Linked DNA regions of Sus scrofa: region 2 is linked to region 1. Evidence: chromatin contacts called from public HiChIP or PLAC-seq data. All regions are on one chromosome and are shown on one strand. Each heading gives the region's core, a stretch centred on a gene start, on an enhancer-like site or on the middle of the called end of the contact. The rest is flanking DNA. Distances are from core to core; before and after follow the strand shown.

Region 1 (5,944 bases), core at 993-3,492:
CATGCCAATGGAATTATTTTCCTGAATCAAGATCAGGAAGAAGTCCTGCATGTTGCTATTTATGGCTGGAAATGGGAGCACTATTAAATAAACGGAGGATCTCTTTTCCACTTACACCTTCTCACCCCAAAGACCTTAAGACGAAGGGGACAGAGAGTGAGAGAGAAGACCAGAGAATCATAAAGATAAAAAGCTAGGGGAAATTGGAATTAATATTTATCATATTTTAAGTTTACATAACTGAAATCACAAGCTTTATTTCAGCAGATAAATCAAATGTGTCAGAAACAATGCGTTAACTACATTAACATCTGTATTTTTTTGTGCTTACAAAACATAGTCTGTTTATCCCAAATCAGTGACACTGATTCATTAAAAACAACACTGTACATATCAATATTTGAAGAGTTCAATGACTGTATGGAAAAAATACCAAAATGGTTTAGCTCTAAAGACTATTGACCAGCTTTTATAAGTGGAAATAAAATGTGTACTTTACCTGTCAAGATTTAAAGTTCCTGTGTATATAAACTCCAACAGTTTCTGAAATCCATCAGCCTTCACCTGACTCTGATCAAGAAAGACATTGTTCTCAGAAGTGCTTCTGTAGATCGCACCAAAATACTCACTAAAGGAGGCAAGCACATTCCTATGAGCTTTAAACTGGAATTCCCCAATCACTATGGTGCAGTCACAAAGAAAACCAGCTTCCCGTTGTTTGTTCAGTCTCTCTAAAAGGTGCTCACAGTGGTGCGAATACTGCATTTTGATATCACAAACGAATTTTACCCTTGTTCTAAAAAACAAAAATAAATAGTAAATTAGTAAACCTAAGCTGTCATCAAACTTTTCACGCAACAAGAATAAAGTCTGTTCTCATTTTACGTCCCCAGAAAATTCACAGATATGGTTAAAAAATGCCGAAGGGACAAATGCCTTCCTAGCTTTTATTTCATCTTGGTCAACTAACACAATCCTTTGGACGCGGTAATAAATGGCGACGCGAGAAAATATTTCCACAAAGCGGGGAAAAAAAGGAAAAAAAAAAGCACTGCAAAATTCCACGCTTTTGGATCAGCTGAACTTTCACTTTCAAGCTCAGTAGGCAAACATATATTTGGGAGAAAAAATCAACCACTAAAAGAATGATCGTTGGGGCAAACTGAGTAAGGACACGGTACGAGGTCTTGAAAACTGCTCCCCAATGAAACCTGTTACATAGTGGCTTCAAAACGCTAGACGGGTGCCGAGGGGGCAGGGCCAAGAGTTGTCAAAGGTTAGGTCACTCACCCCGAGGAAGCCACACCCCTTCCTTCCCCACTCGAGGTGGTATCATAGGGTGACAACCAAAGCCGATCTCTCCTGGTTTCTGCCTCCCTGCCCTTCGCCCAGCTCCCACTCCCGCGAATTCCCACAGCAGAGGTTGTGGCCAAGGCCAACACCAGGACTGCCTCGCCCGAGCTTTCAACGTTAACACTTGGCTCCGACAACAGCTCGCGCTCCAAGGAACCTGCCCTCTAGTGACCCAGGATCTGGAGGGAGCTGGGATGGCGGGCTGGGGGCAAAGACAGAACTCACCTATAGCAACCCAAGGGGAAACACTGTTTCTTCACTCTCACTCCGCCATATTGGAAGGACGTCACTGGGCTACGCTCCGCCTCTCCCTTCCTACTCCAAGGCGACGTCACATCCGGCTCTGGGAGATCCGTGGCAACAGCGTAGGCTCTTAGGACCGTGGAGATCTAACACCCGCCTGGAAGAGGCTGGCGCACAGAGAACCCCCTCCCTAGCGGGCCAGGAGACCCGGAAACTGGAGAGTCATAGATACGAGATCTAAGGGGACGCTCACAGCGCCCCGCCTCTCTTCCTCATTCTGAGCATTCTGGTTGGCTGACCGTCAGCATCTCGCGCACGACTCGTGTTGCCGGCCAAGGCTGCTTTCCGCTGCACAGCGCGCCTCTTTCCGGGAGCCAAATTGTGCATTGCATGCTGGGGCTTGTAGTTAGTTGCTCGACTTCTCCCATCAGCCTCACCTTTCTTGAGGCCCCACCGGTGGGAACAGCTGCTTTATATACTTGGGCTCTCGACCATGGGAATTTTTGAGCTGAGACTGATCACTCCTTTTTAGTTTACCTACCCAAAAGCTCTTGTTTGCATCAGCCAACCGGAATCCAGTTTGCAGGATACCCTTACCTGGTGTTGGAAGCCTGGGATGCACGAAAGCGGTGCAAAGCAGTAGGGCATACTGGGCATGCGCGTGGGGAAAGGTGGGCTTTATACCGGAAAATGTTCTGCGTCTGGACTAGAAAAACTTTAATACAATGATTTACGTTGTATTCAGATTTTGTACAGTGAGGGAAAGGGGTGCCGCTTATCTGCATAAAATGAAAAGACAGAAACAGTAAGATAAGTCATGCTGATATGTTAGGGTGAATTATACCACGCTTGGACATTATAAATCTAAGAAAACCAAAACTTCAACATTTTTTTCTTGTTAAAAGTTATATGAGGATCGTAGGAAGTTTACTCGCGACTTTATTTTTCAGGACAGTGTCAACTTGAGTTTCTTTTCTTCTCTCCTGAGATTTTTTTAAAAAAACAGATTCCGTTTGGTCTCTAAGTTTTCCTCAGTATGAATCATATTTTTGAATAAAACCACAACCGTTAGGAAAAAAAGAGGCTGGTTCTTTCTTGATTTTATGTTTATAAGTATAATTTTCTTTCTGATTGCACTTTTAGTTTTGTCAGAATCCTTTTTGGTAATTAATTCACTCAGATATTTATGAGCCTCTGCTATGTGTTGAACAGATATTGAGTATTTAGAAGTATAAAACATGGTCTCGGGTTTAGATAAATCTGTAATCTCAAGTGGAAAACCAAATGACTTGTAATACAGAGTCCTCAAGGGCTCCAGGGCTCCAGTTTTTGTGCTGTGTTTGATTACCTTGTTGTGGAAACTGGACCTCTCTGTCCACCAGTGCTGAATAGAAACAGGGAGACAAGAGTTTTGGGTGAAGGAGAAAAGTAACAGCTTTATTGCTTTGCCAGGCAAAGGAGGGCTATAGCAGACTAATGCCCTAAAGACTGTGCCCCCCTTTGGGAGAGAATAGGAAGTGGTTTTATAATTTGGAAGTAGAAAAATAGGGCCACAGATAAGGATCAGGGAAAATGCTGGCTTGCATTGTTTTTCAAAGTTGGTGTTTTTGTGACCCCAGGACTGGTTCTAGTGGTCCTTCTTTCCAGAATGAACAATCCTTCATCAGGTAGTTAACATCTTCCATTTGCTAGGGTCTTTTAGTTCTTTATCACATACACTGATAGTTAAGTCCACAAAACAAAGGATGGCACAAATCAACCGGGAATGCAGCCACCTCGGAGGCTGAACCTCGGAGCCCTGTGGGAACTCAGGAAGGAAACAAAGAATACCTGCCATCTAGCAACCACTCCCGAGAGCGAGCCCCCCCACCCTGCCCTCCTTGAAACTCAGGCTGTGAAAACACAGAACACTGGTGGAGATGCACATCAAAGGATGATTTCAGTGAGCCTAGACATTTGCATTCTTTCATAGAAAAGCGCTAAATTTCCCAACTTTAGATATCTGGTTTTCTGTAATCTTTCCTTCCTACTACCTGCCCTTTGGCACTCAAGGGAGGTCAAGGAGGCTGAATGAGGCCTATTTCCTAAAAAGAAATGGGGACAGAGAAAGGCTTTTGTGCCCAGGAGCCCCAAAGGGCCCTGCCCGGTAATGTTACCAGGCTGTACATTACATTATTTTTTCAGTATTAGGTTGTGAGATGTATTTAAATAAAACAAGCAATTTGAAATTTCCAAGATACTGCAAGTTTCTATCAAGATTATGTTTTACTGCAAGTTTCTATCAAGATTATGTTTTTGAAGAACATAATTTCATAAAACAAAGAGGGAGGAAAAGAAACAAAGGCACTGTTTCCGCCCGGTTTCGAACCGGGGACCTTTCGCGTGTTAGGCGAACGTGATAACCACTACACTACGGAAACCTTCCTAGTAACAAGCTCTCTGAAGTTTGTTGATATCGCTATTGTAACATGCAGCTTGAGCACTTCAAAGTAGATAAAGGAATTTTAAACAGATCAACAAAACAAACGAACAAAAAAAGGAAAATAAGCATAGATCCAATTAAATAGTACCACTATTTCAAAAGTTAGAATTTGCATATGCTTTTTTCAAAGGTAGTTAGAAACCCGGCACGCGTTATGTGCCTTTCTTTTGGGTTTAATTCCCTCCACGGAAAAGAAGTGTTGTATTAGTTTCTTTTCTCCTCGTTTAGCTGCTGAGAGTCCCGGATGAGTTTTAGGGCTTTGGCCGGCTAAGAAGGACCCGCAGCACGCGAACTCGCGCACCAACCTCCTTAGCAGTCATTTAGCTAGCGAGAAAGTAACCGGTTCAGCCTCTGGTGAAGGGATGTGTCATTAGCTTTTGAATCTTCTCTCCTGCTTAGGTACTTGCTTTAAAATCTTCTACATGGTGTGTAAAATTGAGGGGGTTAAAAAAAAATAATAATCAGACACCAAGATGCACTTTGGCGCACAATGAACATAAATTTTTCTAAGTCCGAACTTCATATGACGTACTGAATATCGTTTTCCCCGTGAAGAAGCAGACACATTCTTCTGCCTAAAAATCAAGAACTTTTAGGGAACCAGAAATGAGCTTCCATATTACACTGCAGGGGGTGGGGGGATAACGTAATGGGAGTGCTAAAAAAAATTTTTTTTTAATGTTTCTACTATTTTGGTTTTGAGTACATTTTACTTAGAAACCACGAGAAACACAAACTATTGCCCAGTATATATAAAAACCATAATCAAAGTATTTTAAATCCACTTTAAATAATAGCACTTTTTTCCTTTTTATTTTTAGAAGTTGACGAGGGTTTCAGAAGCATAGGCTGTGCTTCCCCTCTTAAAACTTTCACCTGTCAAGGCTCTCCACCTTTATTCCAGTTTCTAGGGCTCATTTCGGGGCTTCCCATAGGTCCCTGGACCTATTAATCAGAATTTAATGGCTCTGAGAAATAAAACCTTTTATGTTTCATTGAAGTACTAGAGAAAGCCTCTCGTGAAGGATTAGATTTTTATCTTTGGGGAGGACAATCGGGTTTTCCCGATATTGGTATTCCAGGATTCCAACGGGAAAGGAGTAGTCCATCCCGGGTGAGACGCAACCGTGGGTGGCACTTCAGACCACACCTTGAGTCCACACAGCCCACGGGCTTGGGCTGTCGCCGCACCAGCCCCGCTCAGGCCCCGTGGGGCCGTGCGGGGGCCTCTATGACGCGGCGTTCCAGGCCCTCGGCCCCCGCTCATCACTTTGCGCGCTTCCCGCTCAGCCTGCAGCCAAAACAGCCGGAGCGGCCGGGCGACAGGAGGCTGCGGCGGCGGCATGAGCTACTACCAGCTACCGGTGGTGATCGACAACGGCTCAGGAGTGATCAAGGCTGGCCTGGCTGGGTCCCGGGATCCTCTCTTTATCTACCCGAATATCATCGGCCGCGCCAAGGGCCAGACCTGGGCTGTTGAGGGCGCGCAGGAAGTGTGCGTGGGAGACCAAGCTCAGGAGCGGAGACACTCCCTTTCCATCAGGTACCGCCTTCTCCCTGTAGGCAGGACCCGAGGAGCGGAAGGAGGGAGTGCCCGTAGGAGGGGCTCAAGAGTGAGGGAAAAGGTAAAGAGAGGAGGAACAGGAAAGTATCTACAACCCGCGTTATTGCAAACGCTTGAGCCGCAAATCTGAGCGGACCACATATCTAGAGTGACCATTACTTCTTTTCGGTATCTAGTCAAATGTAGTCAAACGTAGAAACACAGTTATCGTTCATAAAATACGAGTTCATTCATAAAATACGAGTTTTAGGAATGTTAATGAATAGTATCTGTGTCACGGTTTTTTTTTTTTTTTTCAGTTG
Region 2 (6,267 bases), core at 2,453-4,952, 2.8 Mb before region 1:
TAGTAAAAATAACAATGTATAAAAAGTACTCAGAATATTACCTGACACTTAAAAAGTTCTCATAGATTCTATTCTACTCTATTCTACCTCTCTCCTCTACACCTCTGCCCTCAATCTGTTTCCTATTTTCATGTCAAATACACTACCATACCCAAATAATCCCAGTCAAAAATTCTATCCATCCTTACTCTTTCCTCCACTTCATTGCCCTCCCCAAAATTCCTATTAATCCCTCAAGCATCTCTGTATCTCTGGGGACATGGCCCGCCTTTTTGTGGCCAATGCCACAATGGCCACTTGGTCAAATACACAGCTCCAAACAACTTTTTCTATCACCAGTTTCTTCAGAGGTCATTCTCAACGTGGTTTTCCGGCTATGGTCCTAAAAACAATGTGACCATATTACTTCCTTGATTATAACTTCCATGAGCACTGTTCCCTATACAAATTCAAATTCACCATCCTGTTTACACTCTAGTCCTAGCCTACCTCTTCATCCTTATCTCCTATAATTCCCCCAGTCAACATATACTGTGTGCTCCAGACACAATACATTTCCCAGCATTTTTCAAACACAAGTCACAATTTACTCCACACCTTACATTTAACAGTGCTCAATTTTCCACCTATCTTGTCTTCCAATTCCTGACCCCCCACTCCACTTATCCTCTGTGGATGTCTCTAAATCGCCCATGTATAACTGGACTGCTCCTGTATATGTATTTTCATATTACTTAACAAATGTTTCTCCTCTAAAAGATTTCATGAGACAAATGACAAGTGTCAATATGACTCTGCACTATGAAAGAAAATCTTTTTTTCATCTATTCAAACAGGTGTTTTTATGTGTTTTTATTATCTTGAAGTAAAGTTCCAGAATATCAGGCAAATATTTGAGGAGGACCCATCTTACCTAGAGGTACATGCCTGATCTAATTTACATTTTCCTACCTTTTTAGATTAATAAAATATACAAATAACTTTCACCCGATTTTTATCAAACTAATAGTTTAAGGTATCTTAGCCTCATTCCTGTATGGTGATACCAAATAGTGTGAAGACGTACACACTAATAATAGACCTAAGCCTAATTGGGTACACACTTCAAAGTCAAGAAACTCAGCTACCTGTCTCAACTCTGCAATTAGTAGGTTAAGCCTCAGAGCCTTAGTTGCTACATTCAGTAAGAGAGATAACAGAATAACTCAAATACAAATCTGATAAACACTGAAGAGATGATGTTTTCATTTTATTTTATTTTTATTGTTAGGGCCACACCTGCAACATAGTTAGTTAGCAGGCTAGGGGTTGAATAGGAGCTGCAGCTACTGGCCTATGCCACAGCAATGCCATATCCAAGCTCCATCTGTGACCTACACCACAGCTAACAGCAAAGGCAGATCTTTAACCCACTAAGCGAGGCCAGGGATGGAACCCGCATTCTCATAGATACTAGTCGGGTTCGTTACCACTGAGTCACAAGAGGAACTCCCTAGATGTTTTTAAATGAGTGACAATTATCATTCTCATATACTATTGTAAGTGTGGACATCATTTATTGTCTTACTGTACATCCATGTCTATCATTACTCTAAGGCTCTCCAAAGGAGTGCACCAATAGTTGTTAACAAGAGTCTTTACTTAGAATCAATGATAAATTCTTTACAGCCCTTATTTTTTTTGTTAACTCTCTTACACTTAAATGTTTCCAATGAAAAAGAAAGGCTTTAAATAGGCTTTCATTTAAAATTCCCCCAAAAGAATGTTAAAAAGAAAATGAAATGAACTAGCCGGAGTTCCCCTGTGGCTCAGTGGTAACGAACCCAACTAGCATCCATCCCTGGCCTCGCTCAGTGGGTTAAAGGATCCAGCACTACCTTGAGCTGTGGCGTAGATCACAGACAAGGCTTGGATCTGGCATTGCTATGGCTGTGGAGTAGGCCAGCAGGTTTCTATCCTTAGCCAGAGAACTTCCATATGCTGTATGCAGCAAGCACAGCCCTAAAAAGAAAAAAAAAAAAAAGAAAGAAAGAAAGAAAAGAATTAGCCTGCTTTAAGGAATGGAGGAGGGAGACCTTAATAAATCAAAAACACCCTGAGTTTATATTTTTCACCTATGCTTCTCTGTTTAACAGGTGGGCGGTTATAAATTAAAATTGTTGAGCCCGTCCTGGCTCAGCGGAAACAAATCTGACTAGTATCCACGAGGACACAGGGTCCATTACTGGCCTTGCTCTGTTGGTTAAGGATCCAGCGCTGCCGGTGTAGGTCACAGACCTACTGGGATCCTGTGTTGCTATGGCTATGGTGTAGGCCAGCAACTACAACTCTGATTCCACCCCTAGCCTGGGAAGCTCCATATGCCACAGGAGTGGCCATAAAGAGAAAAAAAAAAATTTGAAATTGTCTGTGATGATAACTGTACATGACCAATTTATTGCCAAAACAGCTTTAAAATTTAGAAAGAGCTGTATAGTAAACTGATGACACAACAACCAACAGTCTGATTACAGACTGAAATACACTAATGGCATTTTCACATTCATGTATTCTGTAAGTTTTTAAATAAACACAAAAGAATTAGTGTTTATAAACTCATACAGATTATTTCTCAACTGAGCACATACTCAAGGAGCTTCTGATAAATACATACTACAACACATGCCTCTTTTCATCACGAAGATAAAAGCTGTCATTTAAATATTCACTTTGTTTTCTTTTACTTTTTTTTTTTAGGCAATCATCTGTCAGGGTGGAGGAGCTAAATGCCCTACTGGTTTTATTGGTGGTGTTACTGACAATAACGTGATTGCTAACATATATGACACTTGATTAACAAGTAACTTAATATGCGGCATTGTTCTAAATCTTAAGACAGTGTCCTTAAACATCTAACTTGCGTTTAATCTTTGCGACAATTCTAAGAGGCAGGTTCTATTACCATATCCATTTTTTAGATCAAGAAACCTAAAGCAGAGAGACCAACACCCCCCAGGTCAAACTGTTAGTAGCAAAACAAGGATTCAAATCCCGGCTGAGTCCCGAGGCTGCACTTTTTGAACCACTAAACCATACTTATCTGTACCCAGCGTGGGGCGCCAAATGGGCGGGCGTTTTACAGAAATACTAGAAACTAAACTTCCCACAGAGAAGACGCCGGAGAAGAATCCAAAAGGGAAACCACTAAGTAATCTGAGATAAGCTCCCAAAGGCCGCAGCTGCCGGCCCCTAGAACCACAGCGGCCAGTGCGGCTCTCCAAGACCCTCCTCCCAACAGCTGCCCCCTTCGCCTAGAACCTCTTTAACAGAAAGCATCCAATTCGGTGACCGGTGAAGCTTAGCAGCCAGGTGGACTTCGGGCTCCCACTCCTCCTCCCGGCCCCCGCTGTTGGCAACCCGGCCGAAAGTTTCCCAAAGCCGAGAAACCTGGGCTGGGAGCTCCGGAATTCGCGGTCACCGGGGCGGGGCCCTGGGACACGAACTGAGCGGCCCGCTGCTCCGGGATCGCCAACCCATTCCCACCTCCGCCTCCCACACCTACAGAGCCCTCACCACGCTCTAAAGACGCCCTGAAAGTTCCACCACTTCAAACACCAAGCCTTCTCACCGTTACCGCCATTCCTCGCCGGCGGCCACTGCCAATTCAAAAAAGCAAACCGCTCTCTCCAAAAGCCATGCCGATTGGCGCGTGATGTCAACCTCCCTCCCATAGGCTGGAGCCTCTAGGGGGAGGTGATTGGCCGCTGTTCTCCGCCCACCTCCCCGCAAGCGCCGACTGATTGGTTGTGCGTGTGTTTCAAATAAACCCAACGGCTCCGACGTCGGAACGTCGGGAATGGGTAAAGAAGTGCCCGGATGTGACCAGAAGATGGCGGTAGTGGCTACTGGGCTTCTGTGGGAGTAGCAGGTGTGTCTATGGCTACCGCTTGTTTTTTCAGTAAACATCCTATTTCGTAAGGAAGGTTTAAGTTCCTCAAAAAAAACTTTTTCACCAAATCCTTTAAACTTAATCAGTGCCTTGATAGATGAATTTTCCCCCATTGCTTCTTGTGAGCTCTTTAAGAGTTTTCTGCTTGTAAACTTTTTGCTTTAAATTTTTAGTTTGGTTGTGGAGTTTGGGGTTTGGTTACTGTGTTGGCCTGGCAGGGCTGAGGACAAGGGAACTCGCCGGCACTCCAGGTGGACTTCAAATCAGCAGCCGCTTATTTAAATCCTGATTTATGCAAAGCAAGTGTGTCTGGATTAAGGAATTTCACCGGTGATTAGAAAAATAAATTCTTAGTGTTTCCAGGACTTCCTCCCTCCCTCTCTCCCTTCCTCCCTCCCTCTCTCCCTTCTTGCACTTGAACAGTTGTAAAAATATATTACGAGATTCTAGAATCTCCTGGAGTTAAAGTAAATTGCTTCCAGTTGCCCCCCTCCCCCTACACACACACCCTGAGATTTGCTCCTTTCCTCTGAGGTCTAGCCAAGAATTTGTTTTTCCAGTAATTACTATTGCTATAATGAAAATATTTTATTTTCTTCATTTCTAAATATAATGCCCTGTAATACAACCTCTTAAAAATTTGCTTCCCAAAGATCAGTTTTGCATAGTCCCTACCTAATCCTTGGTTTAAATAAAGGAAGAAAGGACAATCTATTGCTGGAAGCTTAAATTTTCATAAGAGGAGGAAAACGTGTATTTTGGAATGTAACACTTCTGCACAACTGAAAGGGTCGTCAGGATTTAGAATTTTTCCTAATTTTGTCAGGTCACTTAGAAAGCCTAAGAAGTTTATAACACATTCCACAAAATGAAAGAAACAGTCTGGTAATTATTTGTTTCCCTTTATAATTGAAGAATACTTACAGTCTGCCCCTCATTTAATGTCATGATAACTGTTAGGGCAAAAGAAAAGAAAACCAGTAATTGAAATTTCACTTTGGAATGTGCTTGCATACTTCAACTAGGGTGTGCCCCAGCATTCCAAAAAGCCTCATCACTGAAAATGTATTAAGCTAGTGAAGAAAGCAACCTGTGCATTGATCCCTTTTAGGGTTTGCGCCCAAATCTAATAATTGCCCATAAGATATCACCATGCAAATTGTGTACTAGCTTAACAAAAGCTGTGCTTGATTTCCTTTTCAGGGTTATATGGCAGTTTGACTAGCAAATAAACAAGTAATACAGTCTTCTAACATTTCCTAACTATGTTACATCCTTTTCCATTTTCTAGGCATGTAACCTCAAGCAAGTTATTTAACCTCCCTATGCCTTGGTTTGAGTTTATATAAAAAAGTTTATATAAAAGTTTACATAAAAAAGTTAATATATGTAATTAAAACATATTCTGGCATATAAGAAACATTGAATAGATGTTAGCTGTTAGTAATTCTACTACTTTTACTGGTACTGTGGATGCTGCTAGTACCATTACTGTTATCTCAGCTGAGGCCCTTTAATTTCCAGATGTAATGGATGGTTCTCTATACTGCCTTCTTACACCTCACCACAGAAGCCATGGCACCTGTTTCTGTTCCCCTTGCCCTACCCTTCCCCAAATCCCACCCGACCCCCAACCCCCAACAGACAAAGCTTGATCCAACAAAGACCTCCATTGTATTCTTTTCCTGCTAGAGACAGGACAGTCCCTCTGAACCAAACTTAATCTCTCTCTTCTAAGGGAAAGCCTGTTGTGCTTGTCTAGAAGATACAGCCCTCTTGCTACTGCCCACGGCCAGGGTTCTGTTCTCTTCTAAGGCAAGTCTCAGCCAAGATTCTTTATGATAAATGTTAGCCTCTGCCTTCATTGAATTCATTGTCAAGGGGACAAAACTGTTTATAGGATAGATAGGTAGATCAAAATAAGAAGTTCCTTGAAAGAATAAACCATTTAAAATTGTTATGTTGGAGTTCCCGTCGTGGTGCAGTGGTTAACGAATCCGACTAGGAACCATGAGGTTGCGGGTTCGATCCCTGGCCTTGCTCAGTGGATTAAGGATCCCGAGTTCCTGTGGCTCTGGCGTAGGCTGGTGGCTACAGCTCTGATTAGACCCCTGGCGTGGGAACCTCCATATGCCACAGGAGTGGCCCTAGAAAAGACAAAAAGACAAAAAAAAAAAAAAAATTGTTACGTCATCCACAATTTCTAAGATGCTGAATAAGCAGGTTTCAAACAAAAAAATACTAAACTTATTGAGTATATTAAAGTATGTGACATATTTTCCTCAAGCAATGAAATGATTCTGAGGGGGAGGGGAGGAAATGTGGAAGACAGAGCAACT

What was found. HiChIP or PLAC-seq counts read pairs in DNA pulled down with a chosen protein or histone mark.
Region 2: a contact with region 1 is called in an H3K27ac HiChIP or PLAC-seq map of skeletal muscle, with 4 times the contacts expected there. The contact joins the promoter of ECT2 here to the promoter of MYNN in region 1. A contact is called at or near these places in 1 of 5 promoter capture datasets (fetal liver) and 1 of 2 datasets of contacts at active chromatin or transcription factors (skeletal muscle).

Annotation. Positions count from the first base shown.
Region 1 is chr13:108,431,492-108,437,435 of Sscrofa11.1, reverse strand. MYNN (myoneurin) reads right to left here and starts at 2,242. Exons shown (of 7, transcript XM_005669990.3): 1 at 1,579-2,242; 2 at 500-796. The coding sequence starts at 765. It overlaps ACTRT3 (actin-related protein T3), which reads left to right and starts at 3,070. Exons shown (of 2, transcript XM_003358668.4): 1 at 3,070-5,621. The coding sequence starts at 5,422. TRNAV-AAC (a tRNA gene) reads right to left here and starts at 4,016; the gene lies at 3,944-4,016.
Region 2 is chr13:111,245,650-111,251,916 of Sscrofa11.1, reverse strand. It overlaps ECT2 (protein ECT2), which reads right to left and starts at 3,702. Exons shown (of 26, transcript XM_021069804.1): 1 at 3,553-3,702.